Linked DNA regions of Cricetulus griseus: region 1 is linked to region 2. The links are chromatin contacts, called in public Hi-C maps. All regions are on one chromosome and are shown on one strand. Each heading gives the region's core, a stretch centred on a gene start, on an enhancer-like site or on the middle of the called end of the contact. The rest is flanking DNA. Distances are from core to core; before and after follow the strand shown.

The links. Hi-C and Micro-C count contacts between places; a contact is called where the count stands out from the background.
Region 1: a Hi-C map of fibroblasts shows a contact between it and region 2, with 3 times the contacts expected there. The contact joins the promoter of LOC100774011 here to the enhancer-like site in region 2. A contact is called at or near these places in 5 of 8 Hi-C or Micro-C datasets (the CHK-Q cell line, the CHO-K1 cell line, fibroblasts and 1 more).

What each region holds. Positions count from the first base shown.
Region 1 is chr2:409,355,122-409,362,513 of CriGri-PICRH-1.0, forward strand. LOC100774011 (serine/threonine-protein phosphatase 6 regulatory ankyrin repeat subunit B) reads right to left here and starts at 3,581. Exons shown (of 28, transcript XM_035440952.1): 1 at 3,353-3,581. The coding sequence starts at 3,379.
Region 2 is chr2:409,248,075-409,255,352 of CriGri-PICRH-1.0, forward strand. LOC100774011 (serine/threonine-protein phosphatase 6 regulatory ankyrin repeat subunit B) reads right to left here. Exons shown (of 28, transcript XM_035440952.1): 2 at 4,564-4,647. Among named protein-coding and RNA genes, the nearest start is that of Sf3b1, 230 kb to the right of the region's middle. Within about 2 kb of position 2,842, at least 2 of the 6 cell types and tissues checked have open chromatin away from gene starts, as enhancers often do.

The DNA of each region.
Region 1 (7,392 bases), core at 2,331-4,830, 110 kb after region 2:
CTTAGCCGGAGGTTGGTGGTGCACACCTTTAATCCCAACACTCGGGAGGCAGAGGCAGGCGGATCTCTGAGTTTGAGGACAGCCTGGTTTACAAGAGCTAGTTCCAGGACAGCCTCCAAAGCCACAGAGGAACTCTGTCTGGGGGGGGGGGTCTCTACAGTCCTTTACCTCTATATGTAAATAATTGACCCTAAAAGTTCAAGCATTAAATCCAATTGCAAAAGGCTACATGGCCAATTATTTTAAGCTAAACACATTGCATTTGTATGTGATGAAACCTTCTTCAACCTTATGATTATCTCAGTTCTCCCAAGATGTAAACAAATGTCTTAATGTCCACCTATGAGGAAATGGTTATAGTACTATATTAATTACATAGTTAAACAACAATGTTGCAGAGGCTAACCAACCAACTCCTCCAATTGCTAGGAGTTGTCCCAGCTTTACCACCACATGCTGGGAAAACCCCTCAGTCCTGGGCAAACTAAAATGGTCCCAAAATACCATCAGAAATTTAAAAAAGAATGACGAAAGGACAGACTTTCAAATGCAGAAGTGCTAAGTGTCAAGCTTGTTTGTAGCAGTAGCTCCCAGTTCCTTTTCACAGTAGAAGACTAAAAACCACAGCAGCCTCTCCCTTCCCCCTCACTTTTCAGTTTTCCCAAAACAGTTAGAAAAAGGCATATCCCTTCTCTTGCTTGACTCTCTGTGGGAGTGGCTGCTGAAGTAGTGACCATGACCACCCAGTCAGCTCCAGCCTTCAGTGTTTGTAGGGCAGAAAATGTCAACTCTCACTTCAACTACATCCAAAGGCAAACCAAGACAATTTATGATTCAAATTATCAGTGGCAAGAATGTGTCCTCAAACCAAAAAGCAAAGAGCTGTAGCCAGAAGTCGAGATTCGCCTTACACATAGGCTTTAAAGGGCCCAGAAAGAGGGAGGCTGAGATCGTTATGCCATCCCTCGGTAGAGAGCAAGCTGCTCCACTACAGACTGAGGCAGGGATTCCATGCAGGTGGCTCTTCATCCCCAGCGATGGGCCAGAGCTCTTCGAGGAAGAGCTTAATCAGAGAGTTGTCAGCACAAGTTAGATGAGGTTAAAAACCAACTTCTAACAAGTGTGCTTCAAACAAAAAAGACTATATAAGGCAAGAGAAACACACTTCCTGAACCTAAAGAAACACAGAAACCATCTTTGCTCACCACTACACCCCGCCCCACCCTCCCACCACCCCACCCAGTCTTCCTCTGGCTTTGTCCTAAAACAGACTGGTGGGTTTAGGTGTTCTTGAGTCACAGAACTCCTTGGTTCTTTCTATACATCAGGAGATGGAGTCCAATGAAAGTTACAGCTCTTTCTCCCTGGTGACAGTTTCCTGGAGGAAGAGAGGGGATACATTTAGAAGCATTTTCACAGACAAACATCTTTGAGAGCCCTACTATGATAAGCCGATGATGATGGGCACAGCAGGCCACTCTTCACCAGGGCTGAAGCACATTAGGAGAAAGTGCCTTCTCCTACCCCATTTCAACACTCTGCGGAAATGAAGGAGGTGTCTCTGGGCCTCAGCTTTCTGCTGCTAGAGGAGCCTGGGAGGTGAGACCTCCAGCCAACAGCTGAGGGTCTTGAGAAAGACTTGCTTGCTTCTCCAGGTCAGCCTTTTCTACTCAGAAGATAAGGAATTCAGGAAAGATGATTTGCATCTTTATAAGTAAAATTCTGCATGGAATTCTTTCCTATATAACATAACAATGCCTACTAGAACCACAATGGTTAGGAATTAACAAAGTGTAGGAATGTGTACCATCAATGGTGACAGGACCTGGACTCTCGATACAATTGTAAGACTTAAAAGAAGTGACTATCTAACAGTTGGAGAAAATTGTGAACAAAGGCTAGAGAAAATCCTAGTATCAACTTACAAGCACTTTAAATGTTCAGGAGCCAATGAGGAGGGGCAGGTTCATCACAATTAACAGCTGCTCTCCCTGCTAAATTTAACAGACTTTTTAACTCAGTGACTAGAATGGAGTGGGGGAAGGGAAAGAAAGGACACAGTAAATATGTAAGGAAAACAAGTTGAGTAAATTCAATCTAAAGAGCAAAAGAAATCACTGTGTATCACAGCTGCAATGGTTGTATTTAAGTTGCAGGACATTCTGACTGGATACTAACTAGTAGGACACCTCTTAACAAGTTTGAGGTGAAGCCGGGCAGAGGTGGCATAAACCTTTAATCCCAGCACTCAGAAGGCAGAGACAGGCGGATCTCTGTGAGTTCAAGGCCAGCATGGTGCATAGTCTACAAAGCCACACAGAGAAACCCTGTCTCAAAAAATCAAAAAAGGAGGAGGAGGAGAAAGTGGTAGTAGTCGTAGCAGTAATAGTTTGAGGTGTTTAATGGCCTGTCTAGCACCGTGTGTCAAAGTCAAGACTGCCTCTCCGTTTGTCAGGCCCCCAAAACAATATTTCACTGTGGATGAATAAACCCGGGCCTGGAAAAACATGTTTTTTTGTTTTGTTTTGTGTTTTGTTTTTGTTTTTCATTTAAAGAGCTGCAAAGAGGTTTGGGTTTTTTGTTTTGTTGTTTTGTCTCTCAATCTCGCAACTTGCTTGGGCTTCCATGAGTGTCAATGTCCACTTGTGTAGCAAGGACTGTCAATAGGATTCACCAAATAACCCCATTGCTTCAAGCAGAACTCCAGGGTTGCCTGGTGTGACGTCTCAGCCAGAAAAGCAACAAAGCTGATGCGCACCAGCATCTGCAAGCTCACCCTGGGACCTGACTTCACCTCCGACTGGGAGATCGGAGCCCAGCGCGCATCTCTCAGCACCCCCATCCCGCACCCTACACCCAGCCTCTGGGCAACTAAAGAGGAAGTCGAGATGTCCTATCCAACGGATGAAGACAACCGGCCGCACCGGAGCGGGGATCCGGGCCAGTCTCTTGCCTGGCGAGGGGGAGAGGTCCAGAGCTGCGAGCCTCTCTCCCGGCGTCCACCTTCCTCCTCCTCCTCCTGACCCCGAGGGCAGCCTTCCCCGGGACAACCCCAGCCTGACTACTCCCGAGTGCGCAGCACGGCCCGAGGCTCCCCCTCCCCCGGTCGCTGCGGCGGCGGCCCGCGTCCCCCGCGCACGGCGGCCACTCCCGCACCCTGCCGACCCTCTCCAGCCGCGAACGCGCACTTGCGACGGCCCAGGGCGGAGACTGCGCGGGAGCTGAGCCCCGCGGCCGGCCGTGCACGCTCCAGCCTGCGCGTAAACAGCTCCGGGCGCGCTCCGCTCCGCTCCACGCCGCGCCCGCCGCGCCCCCTTCTCCGCGCCCCGCGCCCGGCGCCCGGCGTCCCTACCTGGTCGCAGAGTTTGAGCACTGCCATTCTTCCGCTCCCGCGCGCGCGCACACATACAGGTCTCAGCTCCGCAGATGTCACGCCAGGAGCCGGGGAAACGGAAGGGACAGCGCGGGGACCCGCCAGGAGCCGGGCTCCCGAATGTGACAGCCCTCCCACTGCTCCGCCGCCGCCGCCGCCGCTGCCGCCAGCAGCCCAGAGCCCAACCCCGGCTCGCGGGAGTCGCAGCCCGGCCCGCCCGCCTTTATACAGGAAGTGCCGGCCGCTGCCAGCTGGGCCGCCACTGACATCACCGCGCGCTGCCTCCCTCGCGCCGCCCGGGCCGACGCTGCCTCCTGCCGCCCGCAGCGGCTCCTCGCAGCCCGCGGCCCCGGCGCCCTCCCGCACCTGCACCCCGCACTGTCAGAAGCCCGAGGATGGGGGGTGGGGGGCTGACGGCGACCCTCCCCAGCAATCCCACCCTCGCGCACGCGACTGATGGCAAGCCCTCGCAGACACACCCCAGGGGCCCAGAAATCTTGCCACTCACAAGCCACCAACTTTCACCCTGGAGACTGCGTCACACCCCCTTTTCCCTAAACCTCTTCCCTAATCAGATTGCTCCAGCGCTCCAAATTTCTGCCACCTGGCCGCAGTGTGGACAGTCTCTTTGTTTAACATAGCGGAGGCCCTGGGCTCAGGATTCCAGTATTTCCCTAACACGTAGGGGCGGGAGGAACAGGGGCTCGGGCCCTTCATTTCAACTTCTGCAGCCACCTCCTAGCTAAACCACACACTACCCTAAATTGGTAGCCTGGACTTGGGGCTGGGGTAGCAATGAGAAGAAGAAAAAGAAAAAAAATTAAAAAAGAGAACAGTTCTAAATTGCTGCACAATCCTGCTGAATTAGTGTGTAAGTTGCCATGCTCCCCCCTCCCCTCCCGCCCCGCCCACAGACAGAAGACAGCTGCCCAGCAGCATGGGTTTCTAATACAGTGGTAGCAATCCGTAGTGCTTCTGAAATCTGGGAAGATAACTTATTAATTCAGGCAGAGGATAGGCATGGAATAAAACGGGGTGTAAGCAGATAAGATACTGGGCTGGCTAGTTTTTACCTCAGCTTGACACAGACTGTAGTCATTTGAGAAGAGAGAACCTCGGTTAAGAAAATGCCCTCACCAGATTGACTCGGGGGCAAGCCGATGCAGTGTTTTCTTGACTAATGATTAACTTGGGAAGACTCAGCTCACTGTGAGGGATGGCACCCCTGGATGATTGGTCCTGGGTGTGTAAGAAAGCAAGCAGGGCAAGCCATGAGAAGCAAGTCTGTAAATAGCCTGTGCTTCAGTTCCTGCCTCCAAGGTCCTGCTTCCAGGTTCCTGCCCTGGCTTTCTTCAGTGATGTGGAAGTGTAAGTGGAAATAAACCCTTTCTTCCACAAGTTGTTTTTGGTCATTTTTTTTTATTACAACAATAGAAACCGCAAGTAAAATGCTCAGATAAACCAGATAGTCATTGCTGATTGATATGATTTCAGACTGAGATAAGGGGTCATGAGGAGGGGTACTTGTGAAGGAAAAGGCCAGACCAGATTGGTGGATGAGGGCAGGCTTCTGTGAGAGAGGGGGAAAGCTGAGATCTAGAAAGAAAAGTTAATCAGGGAAGTGAGAGGTGGGGGCACTCCCAGGAAGCCATAAGTGCCCCTAGCAGGCCATGGAGCAAGCCTTCAGGCCTGTTGAACAAGTCACAGCTAGAGAGTGCTCTGTAGTTCCCTCACAAACCAATTATAGATTTTTCTCCCCGTGTCAGTGCCTCACCGAAGATTTCATGGTAGAGGGGAGTGACCGCAGTTGTTTACATCCTTGCATATCACCAACCCATGCTAGCTGGTGAACAGCTAAATCCCAAAGCTACTCTAACCCACCCTAGAGATTGGGTTCAACTCATTGCAGAGAAGGGGACCTGAGGAAGCACCCTCCTGGGTCCCCCTCCTTGGCCATAAGTGATAATCAGACACACTTTCCCCACAAAGTCATTGTCCCCAGACTCTTTTCAAACACAACTCAGGTTGTCTGTGGTGTGTTTGAGGCACTTCCATGCTACTGTTCCATAGACCGTGGGGGGGGGGGTGTATGAGGCACCTCCACACTCCTGTTTCACACAGTGTGTGTGTATGAGGCACCCCCCATGCTGCTGTTCAGCAGACTGTTCACTAATATCTTGCATAGATTTGTAAGTAAATAAAACAGGGAATTCCCAAGCTAAATATAATCATATTTCTAAAAGAGAGATAACAGATTATATAGTTTGACAGATTCACTTAAAATATGCATATGCATGAGTTCTTGAGTCAGAGTCAGTCCCCCACCCACCCACCTACCCCCTTCCTCTCTGAGACAGTGTCTCACTATATTACTGTCAATCTGGCCTTGAACTCTCAGTCCTCCTATTTCTGCATCCCAAGTGAGTGCTGCCACAGAAGGCTGTCACTGGAACCCTAGAAGTCTCTTTCATAGAAATTGTAAGTAGTACCTTTAACATTGCCTTCACTACCCTGAATTGAAATTCAAACATAATATATCTACTTACACAAATTTATTTTAAAATTCAATATGTTGCCCTAATTAGATAATAAATGAAAAACAAATGGGGAGATATAGTGGCTGCATATTTCAACAGATAAATGATGCATACAGCGCAAGCCTACTAGAAGACAAAGCAGTAACATTGTGGATACATTGTGTCTCAGAGCACTTACCGACGCAGAGTAATCTGAATGTGTGGTATCAGCCTCTCAAACCTCAAGACCAGAGTGCCTTGATCTCAGAACTGCAGACTAGGTCAGGAGTTCAAGGTCATTCTCAGCTACATCAAGTTTAAAGCCAGCCTGGCCCCCTCTCAAAACAAAACACGAGAACAGCCATGGAAGTGACTCTCTGGGTAGAAGCACTAGCCTTCAACCCAAACAACTTGCTTATGCAATATAAGCTCGCCTTGGTCACTGTGTTAAAGACACCTCAGATGGTTGGATCTGAGAACAGAAAGTACTTGAGATGCCTTGGTAAGACCCATGTGTGCCAGAATGTGGACTACACAACCCAAGGAATTCACCACTTTATTGAATCTTCTGGTGGTCTAGGGGTCTGGCCACTGACAGGGTGTCTTCTGAGAAATAAAAGACAAATGGCTACCCTTTATACCACTGCTCTGTGTCAATTTGAGTGTTCCCTGGGAATACACATGTTAAATTTTGATCCCCACTGAGAAGGTGGAAACTTGCTACCATGTGGTATCTCAAGGTAAGGACTTTGTAGGTGACTGGAGCAAGAGAAGGCCCTCAGGTTGGGGCCTCATGGTTGAATTATTGGTGGCTGTATAAAAAGTGGGAGGGGACCAGACAGATACTTAGACACAGCACACTCCCTGTTTCTTGCTGTGTAATACCCTTCACACCCTTAGGGATCTGCCAGCAAGAAGGTTGTCACTAGCTGTAGCTCCTCCAGAACCCTGCGCCAAGATAAACCTCTTTTCTCTGTAACATGGCGAGTCTGTGGTGCTGTGTTATTAGCAACCAAAATAAAAAATGGATGAAAGCACACCGCTAACAAAAGAGACATTATACTTGCTGAATCCCTTTGGATTTTGAAAGCAATACATACCACATCAGATGTGTGTTTTGACCTATTTACCAAGTAACCCATAAAACAGGCTTGTTTTTTTTTTTTTTCAATTAGGAATGAAAGAAAGAAAATGGCTCTGCAGAAGGATCTTATAACTCAGAGGAAGCAAATATTGGAAAGGTCTATAGCAAATAGGTATGCTATATGGAGACCCTGGTGGACTTGACTAAAAGAGCTATCAAGGAAACATTAGTTCCAAAGCAAGCCACCCCTTCTTCTGCAGATAACTCATCCATTTGAGAAAAGGGGGGCTTGCTTGCTAGCTGAATTTCACTGACTAGCCATGAAGTATCAAGTTTGCAGCCTCAGCTGCTCTTTATGAACTGGGTGTGTCTGACCCACCCAACCATGAGACTAAGTACAAACCAGAGCATGCCCCACC
Region 2 (7,278 bases), core at 1,592-4,091:
CAAGAAATCTACTCCAATAGATGCCCAGATAAATTACAAGCTCACAACTTCTCATTTGTCCTATTCTTTATAAAATCCCTGCTTGTAAAATGGCATTTTCTTTCTCTCTCATTTGCATCTGAGATTAACACTAATCCATCATCTAAATTATTTCCTGGAGCCAAAAACTGTAGCACTAACGGTTTCTTTCCCTTTGCTTACCATAAGTTCTTTGCTTTTAACTTAAGATATATACCAGTTACAATCACATATGAGCCCCTCCTACCACAAAACAGAGAAGGTAAAGCAAAGTGCAACAGTATACTTGGGTCAAACTTTATTGCAAATAATAAATATGACATGGATAAAAAAAAGTTTTTGTATAAAATAGATAAATCAAAATAAACAAATTGGGAACAACTCAAATGTTTGAGACTACTAATTAGCATGTATTGAGTATTACATAATATTGAAGAATCTTTGCTAATTTTATTTGACATAATAATGAGCATTACACATGCCTATGTAACTCTGTGTGCATGCATGTTTTCCTGTTCGCAGCTCTTTTTAATGAGAAATAAACAACTCACACTTGGTATCACTTAGGAGCCACAAATCTTGGAAAAACAGTCTTTCATAATTGGAAGACGAAGCTCTGTAAATCTACTTCAGGCAGGGAAGAAGTCATAATGGACATGTGTGTACAATGTAACTGTCAGTATCTCTAACACTAAAATGGGGGTGGAGAGAACAGTGCCATGAATTACTACTGTTAGCCAAGGGCACAGCACAGGGGATGGGGCTATCTGTCCTACCACCAGTCATCAGCTTTGGGAGCTCTGTCTAATGGCCTTTCAGGGACCTCATCTGTGAAGACAGCTCACTACTTCTTTAGACAGCCCCATCTAGTATTTCTTATCTTTGGGGCTGAAATTTTCATTTCTATAGCTTACAACCACCTGCCGTAACGACAAGTCTGTTCTGGTTTAATGCGACATGCTCACTTGAGCTGTGTGCAGCAGGCTCCTGTCCTCAGTCTAGAGCATCACTGCTTTCTTCACCTCCTTCCCCACTGTCACCACTCACCACGGACAGGCCCCAATTTGTCTCTGTCCTGGCTGCTGTGAGGCACAGTAAGACCATCCTCATGGCATCAGGGTACTGTAACATGACCCTAAAGTATGTCCTTATCGAGTTACAAGTCTGATTTCATGGTTTCTCAAGTCTGGAATTTTGAAGCTGTAAATTGAGATGCTATTCTCTACCATAAGCTCAGTGTGGTTATTCCAGTGGAAGTTTCCAAAATGTTCCTAGGGATCAGCCACTTCTGGATCAGTTTACATGGACATCTTAGACTACATAACAGTTATCCCACATTTCTAGGCTCTGATACACCACCCATGATAGAGGCAACAGAAGGATCCAGAGTGGTTGTCTTGACATGTCACAGGTTCCTCAAATCAGTCTACATTCTCTCAGTCTTCCAAACAGAACACCCACCTCCCAGCTGAGCCCTGTCAGACAGCCGCTTTTTCCAGATCAATGATCTGTCTGCTTCGGAAAAATAAAACATGGGCCATCACAAGGTAACTCAATACCAAGCAATTAGGGCTAATGGATTCTCTCAAAGTGTTGCAAGAACTGCAAATGTAACTGAACAAATGAGAACAAATGGAAGTACAGCCAGGTTGTCAAGCACATAGGTTCTTGGACCTAAGACACAGGCACAACTAAATCAAGGAGGAGTCTAAAGTGATCAGAAAGGCAGGAAAGGCAGTGGGAGTTGAGAGGGGTAGGCCTCTTCTGGGCCAGGGAGAGGGTAATGAAGACATCAGAAAGGATGAAGTAATTAGGATAACTTAGTAGAAACGTTAGTAGGGATGGAACATACAGAAGTCAAAAAAAGAGAAAATCATACAATTAAGTAATTCAATATAGATGAAGTTTAGAGTTCATGAATCCAGGGATAAGAAATCGAGTTTGGAGAAGCACAGAGAGGCCAGTCTGAATGGCACTGCTTTCTCTATCAGGATTAACTAATCAAAGAGTGGTTCACATACAGCTAAGAACTCATGGTTCCAAAGACAATGCCGGGTGGGAAAGCAAAAGCAAGGTGAAAACATCAGGAAAGAATAGTTAAGGCACAAGGCCAAGGGTGAAGCACATGTCCTGGGTTCGATCCCCAGCATAATGAATAAGTGTGGTCAGAGAGGAAAGCAAAGGGTAAAGAGGGAAGGCCACCAGTGTTACCTCAAGTAACAGGTGGGACTCGCCATACACTTCCTTTCTTTTCATCTAAATGTGTTTGTCAGCAGACTCACCTGACCTGTGAAAACCTTTCCATGCTTTCCATCTAGGCTCCTTGTTCCTTTCTTCAACAGGACTATAGATGACCTAACAGTGACCTTAGAAACCACACATCCATACCTGGGACTCATGTAAAATGGGGACTCTCCCCATCTGTTGCTGAGAGAACTAAGCTCCCTATTTCAAACATTCATCGGACATCTATGTGTTATGAGAGCCAAACCTAGCTAACTCAGTGACATAGCTGGGCACAATTCAAGCAATTTGTACCAATCAGCAATGCTTGTTACATTTCCAAAAAGAAACAAAGGCCATTCAGAGGTCAGTCCAATTTCCTGAGGTGTAGCTAAATAAAAGTTCTGTTTGCTTGTGACCATTAGGAAAAGATAGTAACCTTGCCTTAGGCTTGCAGGGGCTTGGCCCACAGCCACCAAATAGTCTGGGCAAATTCCTGTGATGTCAAAGCTCTTGACAGGGAACTTGCTTCATAGCCTCCTGGTCACACCCCACGGGCTCTGGACAGGTGCCCAGCTTCCTCTGCAAGTCCTCTGTCCCTGACTTTATCCGGGCTTACCTTGCAAAAAACGCAACTCAAAACATTGCCCTGTTGTTTTCACTGCCAGCTGGGGAGAAGCTGCCAAAAGGCTTTCCAGTCTGCACTGTCTCAGAACAAAGGCTGCTCCAAGGGACCTCTCTTGGAAAGGAGCCGCCAGAAGACCTGATAGAGATACCACCTCGGAGATGGATTATCACCTGGGGCAAAGTTCTGCTTACACTGAAGACGTACTTGACTCTCCCAGTCTTTTCTGCTGAACACTGAACTTTCAAGAGAACTGTCCCCTAGGACATGAGCATTCTGATAATCAGATTATGTTAAACGAGTTAGCAGCATGTCCTCCACCTAATTGCTTGTTAGGCCTAACTCTAGGAAACTACCAAAAGGGCCAATTCTTGACTAATGCCTTTTCCCTTTGTTTAGTGCAGGTGACTTATTTTATGGAAACTTTGCAGATATGGTATCAGTGTTAATCTTTTGATGGATGTGCCACAGGCCTTTTTTGGAATTCAGTGAAATATCTTGACCCTTTTCTCAGAAAAATATGTAAGATGTTTAAGAACACCCATGGTTTAGACAACTTCAGAGAGGGTATAAGCACAACTGAGTTCAATGGTTCACCCCAGGGTCACAGACTCCTCAGAACAAGAACCAGCAGACTTCTCCTATAAAGGGCAGAGCGTGAGTGGGGCTGGCTCTGCCCTCTGCCCAATGCCTTGGCTCAGTAAGTGCAGTGTGAAAGCAGGACAGACAGTGTGTGCATGATGGATGGCCATGATGTCTGTGGACACTCAAGTTTCCACCTCCTACCAGCCGCTCATGTCAAAAATTGTTACTCTCCTTGTCTCTTTTCAATCATTCAAAACAATCAAAAGCTTTCATATCTGCTGTCCCACAGGCACAGCTTGCCAAACTTCACTAAAGAGTCAAGGTACACCACATCAGAAAAGAGCAATGCTATATCCTCCCACTCACTGCCTTCTTAATAGGGGCCAGGATCCTTTCCTTGTAGATCTATGCAGAAAACCACAGGAGTAGCAGCTGTCAGGCTGACACTGTCACCAGGAGAAATCACAGCCGTGCTCCTAACACATGAGAGAGGTGGCAGGTCACTCAGAATTCAATGCTGCCCTATTATGCTCACTGTCAGATCTGTCATTGTATCTTAAGAAGGATATAGATGGGATATAAAGTGGGTTTTTTCCTTCTTGCCTCAACTCAGTCATCGTTTTCACTTTTTCTGTGGCAGAAAAGTGATTGACAGGGAATGTGTAATACCCACAGCTTCAGAATAGTCATTCTAACTGTATAAAAGTTCACAGAGATTAATAGAGTTTGCAGCTAGGGAAGCGCTTACATGGTTCCTTAAACTACTGTATGATGTTTTTACTTATGAGTTGATTAGAATAAAGTCATTTTAAGCATACATATTACTGCATCCTATTTTTTTTTCTTTTTACACAGTGCTGGGGATCCAGCACTGGTGTGTCCTAGGCAAGTGACTACATCTTCAGACCTTGATCCTTTAAATTTTTACAACTATATTTCAATGTAATTGATTTAGTATAACGCTAGAGTTTCATTGCATGGGTTTTTAAAACAATAGTCTAAAAAGCAGCCTCGGGTTCTAACTATTTTCTTCAGGGGCCCGAAGCACAGGAAATGTCAACGGGCCCTTGCTTGCCCCAAAAGAGGACCTGCTCAAACAAAGCATCTCTTACCAGTGCATTAACATCTTCAGTCTTGTGGATGAGAGTGCGGATCTCCTCTGGATCACCGCCGAAGATGGCTTGGACCAGTGGTGGCTACGAAAAACAAGAGACTAAGAATTAGGACTATTATTAATATGTAGGTTTGCATCCACATGCAAACAGCAGGAAGAAGATTTGCTCCCTCTAGGTTTATTCAAGAATTATCAATGAGCAGGCAAAGATAAATAAGACCCGGGCCACATTCACCAAGAGTCTAGTGGGGAGATATTCACATAAAGAAATAACTTGAATACAATATGAAAGCTGTGACACACAGCCACTGTCAGGAGCTATGCACTAAAATACAGTAGAATAAGAAAACCTTCCACAATTCAAAGTGTCTAATAGACCCTTAAAGTTCCTATTGAAGATACTACCAAATTCAGGATTTCTACAGTTGGCCCCTGTTTAACCTTGACACCCGCCCCCATACAAATGTTGAAGTTTAACTCTGAAAGTCACTGGACACAGGGCCTTTGAAAGCTTACTGGGAGGTTCTAGTGGGAGATTACAGCTACTCCTGTACCCTCAACAAAAGACTGGTCCTACGTCCTCATCCAACCAAATGCACAGCTTTGGCAGGGACACACAGAGAGCAGTGAGGAAGGAAGAGGACGCCCACCTTGCAAGCCAGATCAGCCAATCAACCCTGACAATCAATGGCATGACAGATCCTGCAGCCAGATTGCCATCACCTCCAAGACAAAGCCTTTATAGAGGAGGTTATGACCTAAACACTTGTCAATTGATCTTTGAAAACACCTTGCAAATCATTCCCAGATGCTTCCATGGCTTTAGCCAACAGGCACTGACTGGTTTACAATGGTTACATCCACAAATAAGATATAACAAAGACTGGCTAGAGAACAAGGTGGGGGAGGGGACAAAGAAGAACCCATTGCACAGCAGAAGGAGTTTATAAAGTGTGATAAAGACCCAACTGCAAGAACAGTGTGCTCTGTGGGGTAAGAGGAAGGTAAGAACAGGGTATTCAAAGACCTCGAAGGAAGGCACCTTAACAACTGACTGTGGGTTTACAGATGGAGAAGGGAGGGCACTCCATCCTAAAGAGAAGGCGTGCAAAGGGGTGGATATGCATAGAACCTGCCAGTCAGAAACCATCAGTAACTGGTGAATGGAGTGTGGGATAGAGGAAAGCAAATGGTGGGTTCAGGGTCTGATGCTGGGCTTGCCCCACACGATGAAGCATCAGCACAGCCAGCTCCACCATTTCCCAGCTGAGACTTTCCCACTCTGGGAGTGAGCACAGTCATCACTGGCCACTCCCCTCAGGGGATTATTAATACAGTCAGAGGACATTATGAGAAAACTCTCTGTGGCCATTCAACTCTATACAAATAATGTTTTATTAAGAAAATGTTTGAATGAGAAGGGGAGAAGAAGAGGGATGCCAAGGACATGAGGGAGCAGAAAATATAAGTCAGGGGAAGAATACACGATAACAAGAATGGAGATATCATAATAGAGGGAGACATTTTTGGTTTGCAGAGAAATCAGGCACTAGGAAATGTCTGGAGATCTACAAAGATGACACCAGCTAACTATCTCAGCAACGGAGGAGAGGCTACCTTAAATGCCCTCCCCTGATTATGAGATTGATGACTGACTTATACACCTTCATCCAGCAGCTGGTGGAAGTAGAAGCAGACACCCATAACTAATCACCAATATGAACTGGAACCCAGATGCAGAGAAGGACCAGTGAAGACCACAGAGGTCCAGACCACGCTGGTGAAACACACAGAAACAGCTGACGTGAACATCCGGGAACTCTTGCTCCCCAGTCTGATAGCTGGAATACCAGCATGGGACTGATCCAGACCCAAGGAACAGGGGTTTCTGTGAGGAAACCTCAGAAATCTATGGGACCTCCTGGAGAAGCCCAGTATTTATCCCTAGCATAGGTGTGGACTTTGGGAGCCCATTCCACATAGAGGAATACTCCCTGAGCCAAGACACACGGGGGGTGGACCTAGGCCCTATCCCAAAGGATACGAAAGACTCTGATGACACCCTATGTAAGGCCTCACCATCCAGGGGGAGCAGAAAATATATGTGACAAATAAGGTTTTAGTTGGGGGGGTAGGGGAGGACGGGTGGGAGAAGGGAAATGGAATTGTCATGTAACACAATCCTGTTTCTAATTCAAATAAAAAAAAGTTGGAAAAAAAAAAAGAAAAGAAAATGTTTGCCGGGCGTTGGTGGTGCATGCCTTTAATCCCAGCACTCGGGAGGCAGAGGCAGACAGATCTCTGTGAGTTCGAGGCCATCCTGGTCTCCAGAGCGAGTGCCAGGATAGGCTCCAAAGCTACACAGAGAAACCCCCATCTCGAAAAACCAAAAAAAAAGAAATGTTTAATGGTGTCAATATGAAACATTGAACCTTTCCCCCCTAAACTTCAAACCTTGGCAACTACATATATGCATTTGCTTACAACTTTTGGAAACATTTTAGTCCTGATGGGCAACTGGATGATGGCAACTTCCCAAGTTTGACTCAGCATAAGAATCATCGAAGATGCTTATTAAAATAAGATCCTGGAGTCCCTTTCCTGAGGATTCTGCTTGAGTTTATCTATAGAAGGAGACCATGAACCTGGATTTTTAATAAGTCACCATATAACTCTCTCTCTCCTTCCATCTCCCCTTTCATTTGGAAGTCTG